Regions from separate parts of the Cricetulus griseus genome. Here region 2 is linked to region 1. A link is a contact called in public Hi-C data. All regions are on one chromosome and are shown on one strand. Each heading gives the region's core, a stretch centred on a gene start, on an enhancer-like site or on the middle of the called end of the contact. The rest is flanking DNA. Distances are from core to core; before and after follow the strand shown.

The links. Hi-C and Micro-C count contacts between places; a contact is called where the count stands out from the background.
Region 2: a Hi-C map of the CHO-K1 cell line shows a contact between it and region 1, with 5 times the contacts expected there. The contact joins the enhancer-like site here to the promoter of Scn3a in region 1. A contact is called at or near these places in 4 of 8 Hi-C or Micro-C datasets (the CHK-Q cell line, the CHO-K1 cell line and fibroblasts).

What each region holds. Positions count from the first base shown.
Region 1 is chr6:109,469,904-109,475,225 of CriGri-PICRH-1.0, reverse strand. Scn3a (sodium channel protein type 3 subunit alpha) reads right to left here and starts at 2,614. Exons shown (of 28, transcript XM_027420282.2): 1 at 2,376-2,614.
Region 2 is chr6:109,630,289-109,635,610 of CriGri-PICRH-1.0, reverse strand. No RefSeq gene overlaps it. Among named protein-coding and RNA genes, the nearest start is that of Slc38a11, 75 kb to the left of the region's middle. Within about 2 kb of position 2,185, at least 1 of the 6 cell types and tissues checked has open chromatin away from gene starts, as enhancers often do. A contact at or near this core is called in the CHO-K1 cell line, where this site is marked.

The DNA of each region.
Region 1 (5,322 bases), core at 1,365-3,864:
GCCCTCTTCCAAGATGACAGTCACCCACTGTTAAGCTACAGAATTCCTTGTGGTTTCACCCTCCCCCTTCCTGTGGTGGTAGAAGGCATTTCATCACTGGCACTAATAATAGCAATGATACCTGTTCCTTTCTGTGGGCATTGGGGTGGCAGATGAGAGAGGAGACGATCACATCCTCGAATCCGTACTAAGCGCTGAACAGAACCTATTTCATTTGCTCGGTTTTCTAAGTAGGCTTATCCTTGTTTTATTGATAATGCAATAGAGGCAGAAGTTGAATTACTTTGTTAGGAAACAGTGGAGCTGTTTCTGCCAAGCTCTTCACCACTTCTCCATTCACTCCTTGCTGTTTCTACCAAACAGGGAACTGGCCAAGGACTCAAAAATGCCACCACTTCTCTGTTTTTTGACCCTCATTCTTAGAGAACTATTGTCATACACGTGTTGGGGGAGCCAGGGAAACCCCCATGTAGATTCCCCAAATCACCAGGAAGAAGCCACTGATTCCACTTCCCAAGGAAATGCACTTCTGTAGTAGCTGGTGTCCTTTTGGAGCCCACAGAGCTCTTAAGTGCTAGAGCCTGAACCATGCCCCCATTTCCAGCTCAGAGCTAGACATACTTGAATCTACTACCTGAAAAAAAAATGAATATGTGTCTGGCTCTCACAAATGAAATCACCATTGCACTTCTGTAAAGAATGAAATACTCTAATTTGTCACAGATGCCATGTATTCAAATGTTTCATTTCCAAAGGCTTCCAAGAGCTTATTTTTTCAAGGTGAGGAGATGTGTGCATGTGAGCATCTCACATTATAACCGTATGCATAGGAGAGTAACTAAGGGAGGTGAGCAACAAGGCTAAATGAACAACCAAGGAACCATTGCCACTTTAAAAACAAAACAGAAAAGGGTAACATGCATGGTCCAAATATAAACACCCATTCATAAATGTAAACCAGTGTAATCAACCAGCTCAGGCATTTACAAAGAACCTTAAGTTACTCACATGCAGTCACCTGCAGGAAGGCATGGTGTGTACTGTATAATACATCTGAGCCAATTAACCTGGATTTCTGACGTCCCTTTCCAAGAGAACACTTTTCTTTATGTCCTATAGTTGGAGTTCTGGAATACACAAGGCCAGGGCTTTCCTGGGAGGCAGACGCTATTTGGAAATGTTTTAAGGGGGAGTATTATTGCCACTCAAGCTAAATTACTAAGTGAGATCCATTGGTTTGTTCACCACAGGATGAGAAAATATATTTCAGGTACCTCCAGGTCTGTTTTTTAGTCCCTTTGTTTAGTGGAGACCAAAGCCTGGGTCTTTATTTCTCACAGGGCACACAGTGCTCAGCATGGGTTGGCTAAAATATTTCCACGCAGACTCTCAGAAACACTAATCCTTCTTCTTTGTCCTCACATACATGCATACATACACTTGGCATATGTATATGTAAAGCTTTCTAGTCTTAAAAACTTGTCTTTCAACTATTGCCTGGAGGTTTTCTGGCAATGTGGCCCTGGTGTGATTGCTAACTGAATGAAACATTATGAGTATGGTGTGAAATATTTTAGTAACAACCATAGACTCTACACAATGGAAATTATTCTCATTTGGCCTCAAATGGGTTTTCCTGGTGATTGGTAGTAATAAGACTTACAATAAAAAAAACCAATCATGAAATGTTCCAGGAAGAAAATAAACCTACCCATCTATCAAGCTTATGGGACAGGTAGAGATACCAAAATAGGAGGTTATAGAACATACAGGAATCTTTGGGGTTGTTTCATTTTTAGCAAATCATATGTGTTTTAACGTTACTCTTGGTTATCCCCCTCCCTCTGTGCTGCCAGATTTCGAAGAAAAATGACAATGTTTAAATAGCCAAACACCTCTGTATTGTTGTCACTGCCTGCATACATGGCCTCTCCAAAGCTGTTGAATAAAAAACTAAAGCACAGGAAAGATAGTTCCGATTTCACTACACACTTATGGTTTAAAGGTGCTGGACGGACTGCTGAATACTTAAATAGGCGGTGTATAGTCGTGAAACCCAGCTGCCTGGCATTAAGTCTAACAAAACAGATGTTCTCTCAATACAATGAACCCCAAACATCTGCTTGTTTCACAAACACACACACACTCCTTAATCCCGTGTCTGTATTGTAAGTCACCATTTCCAGACAGAAGCTCTGTATCCTTTGAAAGATAAAGGGATAGTAAGCAGTTTACAAATCAAATGATGCCTCCAGCCCTAATAATTTACATTTAAACATTAGACTAAAATATGGCAGCATGAAGAGGATTTCAAAATGAAAAGATGACCTGGCTAGATTCTACGGTGCAAATAATTAAATGTTTTGTCAGCTTACCTGATGGAGAGCCTTAGGAATCACAGCTCAACAAAGGCCAGCATCCAAGATGGTTAGAATGGAACGTGCCTCCCCCTGCAGTTCTTCAGATTTGGGCCACAGGGATTTGCAAATTAAATTCAATTTTTTTTCTTGCTTTCTCTGTGGACATGAAAACAAAGGGACCTTTCCAGAATCCTCTCTGCTTATGCCTCCGCTTCCTGTTCTGAGATTCACTCTATGGTACCCAACATATATCAGAAAACGGCCCTGGAAGGGAAAAAAAAAAAAAAAAAGCTGGCAGCACCCAACGTGTTACCGCCATCTACTGGCAGACACACGCAATTGCGCAAACGACAAAACATTCCTTTTATTCCCCATCTCTTTGGAAGGCAGGAGGTAAACCTGTATGGAAATATTATGAATCATGAAAGGTCCCCACGGTGACAGCAGTGAGGTGATGGAAGCAAGGGTAACCTAGCTACCACGAGAGTATGCACAGACAATTCTTTGCGCCTCTTTATTTTTTTCTAAATTTCTAGTTGTTTGATTAGAAATCACAAGTGTTTTAAAACATAGAAATTTTTCTTCAGACTTGGATTTTTAGGTTATCTAATATGTTGTGCATAGGTTTTGGAAAGTCTCCCCTAAGTTTGCTCTTTTGAGATGAGTTTGCTTTCAAGGTGGGAAATCTGGCCTCTTAGAGATAGTATAATATAGATGCAGGCATGACATTTCATGTTTCTGTTATTTGTTTTGTTTTACTTTGGTAAAGCGCTAAAAGTAACATGAGAATGTAGAAAGATTCTGTATCTCAATAAAGCTATCTAGTGTTGACCATTGGACAGTTTGGATGTGTGGATGACCCCATCTCAAAAGAGGGGGGTAGATCTTGGAAGACATCTAACATCACCTTCCCTGCCCCCACCACACACACCACCACTTCATGAATACAGTCCCACACCTACATGGACACATACATAGCATACATACATATGCTACATACAAGAAATAAAGAAGGTTTTCATTTAATAGTCTATTTGAATCCACAAGTCTTCAAAAGCACTTTAGACGGCAAAAGCTTGCCAGGATAGTGAAACACAGGATTACATCATCGAAGTGAAAAGAACTTTTGTAAGATAAGGGTTTGCTTGAACTGCTGTTTTTCATTTGTTTTTCACATTTGGGGAATGTTTATCTCACCGAACCTGGTGTTTGATGGGCCAGTGAGCTCCCAGGTTCTTCCAGCCTCTGTACTCACCGCCGGATTATAGCGCCACCCTTAAGAGAGACTTTTTCCTGGGTACTTTCTTGGGTACTGGGGACTTTAAATGAGGTCCTCAGGCTTGCTGGGATGTACTCTATCAAGTCCCTACCTCAAACCCCCTTGAAGTACCTTCTTTAAGATGGGTCTCAGCTATTCCTGGTGTTATCCATACCCCCACTATCCTATGGTCAAGATAAGCTAGCTTCACTGAGAGTAGACATTGATAGAAGAATCGCGCATCGTGTCCAGCCATTAGGATCTCAGCTTTGAAGACAAAGCTAGACCATGACTGTCTATCAGGAAGGAGTTTACTCCTAGAAAACAGTGGCAAATATATCTGACAACATCTTTTTAGCCGTGTGTTCAAGAAATGTTTACTTATTTTAATTACATCCCCCACTTGCCTGATGGTACAAAAGGGATGTATTTGAGCGATTAACATTTGTCTCTCAGACCTTTTATAAAAGAGACGTTTCTTTATGTACTATAATCACAGGTCTACTGAAACGCATAAGACCAGGGCTGTCCTCTGAGGCAGATACTATCTTGATGTGTTCTAAAGGGGAGTTCAGATCCAGGTAAACTGAGTCATTCAAGGCTTTTCTGTATGATCTCAGGTTTGTGCCAAACCACTGTATGGTTTCCCCAGGTACTTCCCCTCCTCACTAGGAGATAAGCTCAAGGAAACGTATTCATCTGGAGATAGCAGAATGTGACCTTAGGTGTCCCTTTCCTGTATAAGCAGACTGTCACATCTGTCTGCTAAAGTCTAAAATTGTCCCTGAACCATGGACATTGTCACCTCACCACACCTCCTAATGGACCTGGGCCCATTCACTCCATTCTACTTCTCTGGGGAGCAGCCCATGCTTATGGCTGTTGTTTATCTAGTGTTTTGTCACATGTGTTTCCCTGTTTACTGGATATACAAGGTGTTCTGCTCTTATAGAAGCACAATAACTTTATTATGGAAAATGAAGTTTTATTTATTATGGAAAGAAAATAAGAAATAAATAAAGTCTTCTGAGCATCAGTCTATGCTGTGATGGGTGGGCGGACATAAGCTCATCTCTACCCCAAGCAGCCATCTGTGTCCTAATGTTTCCAGGCACCCAAGGTCAAGCAAGCACTCTGTGAGTATTAGTCCAGCGAGGCACAGTATCTTACACACTAGAATACTCTAACTTCTTGTCTTTCATGAATTCAGATAAACCTGCATAGATAAACTATGTAGAGGTCCCTGTCAGAAAGTCCACTCTGTAGGCTTCCTTTCTTCCCCATAAACTTCCCCTATCCTCAAAGAATCTACTTGGCTCTTTCATTCTATACCACACTTACCTGGATCCACATGTTTTTCTCTCAAATTTTTCCTTCTTACATCTAAGGGATCGTGTTATTAGGGATAATATAACAAAACATTGAGCGAGGTGGCTCAGACTCCAGCTTCTAATCTTTGGCTACCACAACTGAATATTGGGGTTGTGAAAAATCTAGCAATTGTAATGGATTCACAAATATACAGTAACAAAACATAAATTCAAATCCAATATATAACAGACCCCAGGTGTTTCTGATAATGCTCCCCCATGTTGCGTCCTGAAACTTCTCTGCAGTCTTGGTTCTGAGTACACAGCATGTATACTGCCTATGCCATCATGCCACAGTGCTAAGGTATACTGCCTGAGTCACCTTGGCCCAGAT
Region 2 (5,322 bases), core at 936-3,435, 160 kb before region 1:
GCTTCTTCATCCCGATCCGATATCTGAACAGCACCTCCCACCCACACTCTCTTTTCCACCTGACAAATGGGGTGCCACCTTAATAGCATCAAAACCATCAGAAACCAAAAGATGCAGATATAATGTAACTTGGGATTGGTTGCTGTTCTCCAATCGGCCTCTGTTCTTAAGTGATGGGGAGCTGAAGTTCTTTTGTTAAAGGGACCCCAAATGGGCATATTTCCAGGGTTGTCCAGGACAGTGTTCCTGGATGGTAGCCCGAACACAGCATCTTGAAATCTCTCCTGCACTGTTTACAACCATCCCTGTGTACTTTAACGGCCTTCGGATCAGTGCTGATAGACTGCGCTGGACTGAAGCTAAGCCCCAGACCCCACCTACAGGTGGGGTTTGATAGCTCTTCCTGATAACACAACACAGCTCACAGCCTGCTGCCCCAGTAGGCGACATCTTTAATGTCATTAGACCAAAATACTCCATAATGATAATGAAACTTTTGGACCACATTGTGCTATGGAAAAGTTTGACTAAATCCTCTAAACACACATGTGCATGCGTCTCTCACTTCACTAGTTAAACCCTCCTACTGCTATCTTTGTTCCTAGGATGCAATTTCTAATCAGGTTGGCTGTAAAATGCAGTTTCAATTTCAAAACCCTAGGAAAACAGGCAGTTGGTCTGAATGCATAATCAGTCTATTTGCTCAAAGGTCTGCAGTGTTTTGTGTGGTTTGGGACATTTGTACTTCTTTTCAAAAGGCATTTAGATTCATTTTCAACTGAAATAGGTGGTGGAGAGGTGGCTCCCATGTTAAGCACAGTTGCTGCCTTTCTGGAGGACCTGAGTTCAGTTCCCAGTACCCAAATCGGGCAACTCAATAACTGCCTATGACTCTAACACCAGGGGATCCGATGTCCTTTTTTGGCTTCCATAGGCACATGGCACACACCTACAAAAGCAAAAAAATAAATCTTTAAAGAGATGAAACAGGGTTATACTTCATAAACTAAACATGCTAACAGGAAGGAAGAGCTGAGTCTACTCTAAAGTGACCACTCTTCCCTTCATGGTCCTCCGTGCCCCCTCTTCTATGCCCATACAATGGCTTCATGAAAATTCATAGCTCCTACACAAGGGTCAGGAGCAGACATTCCCCATGTCTGACACACTTTTTTTTTCCTGAATTTTCACCTCATTCCCTTGCCATAAATAGATTCTATTCCTTGTGAAGGCACACCTTGTAGGCACACCTGTAGCCAGCCCCTAAGTAGGCGTGGCTACAGCTTCCCCTACAACACCTACCCATTTAGCTTTTGTTCAGCTTTGATTGTCGGGTATATATCTTTTTTCCCTCTCCGTCAGCATGCCCACCCTTTCTATCCATCCGTCCGTTAGTCTCTTCTCCCATTCCGTATCAATTCATTAAGCACCACATTTTCCTCAGGAAGCTCCAACAGCTCATACACCCTGAGTTTCTAAAATGAACGAGTTGGATAATGGATGCAAGGACAGGAGAAAAAGGGTGGGGCCATAATATTTGGGCACTAAGTCAAAGGCAATGATAGGACCATCCTTCCCCATGGAAAAGGTCAGGGTGGAAGGCAGTCTTCTCTTACTCTGAGATTATGGTGGGTTGTTCGCAGGTCAATGCCTCGCATGTGAGATAGCTGGATAGCCATTGGTAAATCATTGGCAGAAGTGTGACTGCAGAACTAGGAGGAGACCACCTAAAAACTCCAAGGCACAGGATAGAATGAAAAAGAAAAAATAAAATAAGATGGTAAAGATTAGGATATTTGAAGGGCACACTAGAGAAACTGTCTTTGAACTGAAAATTTTCTTTCACATTTTATGTTATGCAAAGGAGCTTATTTCTTCAATACATGCTTTGTTCCTGTAGAGGAGGAAGAGGTCCCTGATATCCACCGTGCCACAGGTGAAGTGTGGTTGAAAGACATGTGCACACTGTAAGGTTTAGTCCTTGCCTGAGCAATTACTGTTCTCTAACTGTCCAACTTGGAACCTTAATTAGCCAATTAAATCTTGCTTCCTTGTCTTTTTCTTTTCTAAAAATATTCTTGAGCTGTCTTCTGAGGTTGAAAAAGCTCTCCTCTATTTGTAACAAGACATGAAAATGTCATTTAGTAGAAACTCGTCTGCATGGTGACTCAGTCACGGCATAGCCGGATTCCCGGAATCTGTAGGAAAGGCTAGAGTGCATCGTCATCCCTCCATTTTCAATGGGTTTGTAGACAAGATTTTCCAAGGTGTTATACTTCCTTTTTGCACAAGAGGGCAGCAGAGAGGCAGAGAAGGCCCGGAGAAAGCAGATCAGAGGAGCCTAAAGCTTTAATTTTGGGCGTAGTGTTTTCAAAAACACCCTTCAAAAATCAAACCACATCGTATTCTTTTAAAAATAACTCCAGTCAGTTCATTTGCCTATTGTACTTCAAAAGAAAACCAGACCTACACCTAAGAATAGGTAAGTGCGTTTCAATACGGAGTTTGCCAGGGTTGTCTGCCTCATCATGTTTCCTGGTTTTCCTTGGGAGGTCACAGTTTGACAAATGATTACTTAGGAATCGCTCTATCACTTTTCCTAGCTTCTTAAAGAAGTCATTCTGGGCATATTCCAAGTGACGATGCTCCCATTTGATCCATAAGAAGGAATCAAGCTTTTATTAAATACAATTTGAATAAAAGATTGGTGAAATAACATTCAGTTCTGCATTACATTTGTTGCATCCCAGGATATAGTCTTTGGCTATATCCTGGGATGTAATAAAAATTACCGAGTTAATTTGCATATTGTGAACAATACGTATATCATGGGACTGCAAAGGATGGAGGCTATGCGTTTCTCAGGCAGCACACAGGCTTGCTTGTCTCTGCAGGGGCCTTTTGTTCTCTCTCATCCTGAAGCGCCCCCCCTCCCCATCAGCCTCCAGCTCACTTTGCAGCCACACCCACTGCTTTGCCTGAGGAATATCTGAAGCCACTCTGATCTCAGAGTGGACGAAGCACCTCCACGCCGGCTCCCCCGGTGCTTGTAGATTTTTCTGGCTTATTTACTGCCACGGCTCCCTTTAGGCTTCGGTGGAAACGGTGCTCTGGATTTTATCTGCAGCACCTAGTACTACCTCCTCAGTAAAGACCCAAAGAAAACAAAGAATCCGTACCTAGAATCTTTATCAAAGTGATAGGCATTAGGAACACACACACACACACACACACACACACACACACACACACACACACACACACACACACACACACACACACACACACACGTATATTTAACCTGTGAAGGTGTTAGAGGATTTGCTACCCTGACTGTTTTAGGGCGGGGCGCGGGGGTTAAACATTTGAGGTCAAAGCAAAAATATTTTCCTAGGACACTTCTCACATCTCAGAGACTTGGGTAACAGATGCAGATCTTGGGTCTGGTTAGTTCAGGGGGTCAGCAATGGGACTCAACACTGATTCGAGCCAGAGGCTTAAGACTCAAAAGCACGTTGAAACTGTTTTGTATAGTGCTAAGTGTCGAGGACACAGGCACAACGTTGTCTGTTGCAAAACAAACGGAACATAGACCTCTTAGCGATCCCAGCAGAAGTCTTCAGTCGAGGCTTTCTGGTTGTTAAGGTGATTCTCTCAAGGGCATCTGCGTGTGCTGGAGGTCGTTGTGGCTTGCAGCACGGTGGGGAGAGGGGGAGCTGTTTCTAGAGAAGACTCAGCTTGGGCTAGCCTTCTTAGCATCTTGTTGCTAGGCAACGGCTCCTCTGCAAAAGCTCATCTCTCTTTAAAGATGGAGTGAGGTCTTGCTGAGGGAAATATAGTTTGTATAAAATTGAGCCATATGCAAACACCATCTAGTTACATTCTTCCAAACTGCTTTCTCTTCCAAGGAAGAGAGAGAATTTCTACTTAAAACCCATCACTTAGCAACCATGTACTATAACTCCCTCCTTCTCTGCAAAGCAATATACTTCCTTTTTAATCTTATTGATTTATTTTTACCTCCCCGCCCATATGCCTTTCCAAATTGATTTAATGAGATTCGGGAGGGCATTGTTTGTGATAGTATTTCCCTAGACTGCTGAATTAATTTCCATTTGAAAAATTACATAGGATTGCAGCTTCCAGCCTAGACTGTGGCTCTTAAAGCATATTACATAATGAAAAAATGCAATGCGATGTCAACGTGAAAGAGCAGCATGTAAGGAGTATATATTTAAAACACAAGTTGTAGACAATTTTTCCTCCTTGTATATATTTGAAAAATCTAGACAGGACTTGCTAGATGTTAAAATTTCAAAAACCAATATAGACTAGTTATAGATTTCAAAACCACAAATTATCCTTAGGCTGCAAGTGCTTTTCACTTTAGCATTTTACCATTTCCAATTGTTGGTCAGTGCAGAGTCAAATCTGCAATTTGCCTTGATTTTCTTGTCTTCTCACAGATTTTTTGGAAGCCAATGACCAAAATAACACAACTGCTTTAATTTCATTTTCTTTTCTTTTCCTCTTTCTCTTTCTTTCTTTCTCTCTAGTTCTAAAAGGCTAGAATTATTAATAGCATATCTTGAAATTATTTTTCAAGAGGCTTTAAATACTTTACCAATTATTACTTTGTGTTTTACATTTCAAAACCATGTGCTCATTACAAATCATTTCTTAAAACTGAATTTGATTCTGCAAGACTAACACGTGATTGACAGCCAACACTGATCTGATGGTCTCATTAGAAATCTCTGAAGTTCTGAATGCTTGTGTAAGTTTAGTGGTGCTTAAAGGGTGCTCCTCTTGTAAAGAATCTTAAGGGCATGTGATACAAGGTAGAAGGGGGAAAAGTTGGGCTGAAAATGTTTCAACTGGAAGGCAGGAATAGAGGCAAGGAGGGGGCAAGGAGAAAGTCAACCAAAACTAACAACAAATGAAAAAACAGCCCATAGAAAATCTGATACTGGGTAAGCTAATAAAAAAAGCCAGTTTTAGCAGAGTTACTCTGTGTACTGGGTAAATCTGCTCACAGATGCTGTAGTTTATTATAATAATCCCAATGCCAGCAGCGGGCTACCTCCCTATGAATTTCGATCCCTAAGACCCTACAGGAAAATGACACTATTGTTGGTTGTCCACCAGAACAAGTTGGTAAGGTCCTATGGTTGAAGATACCACATGACCTGGTCACAAGACAGAGAAATCAAGATGGCACTGCAGCCTCCTGCCTACTGGCTGACCCTCATAGGGCCAGGAGGTGCTAGGCAGGCTGCTGAGAGAAACTGTCATCAATAGTCCTACTCAATGCATGGATAC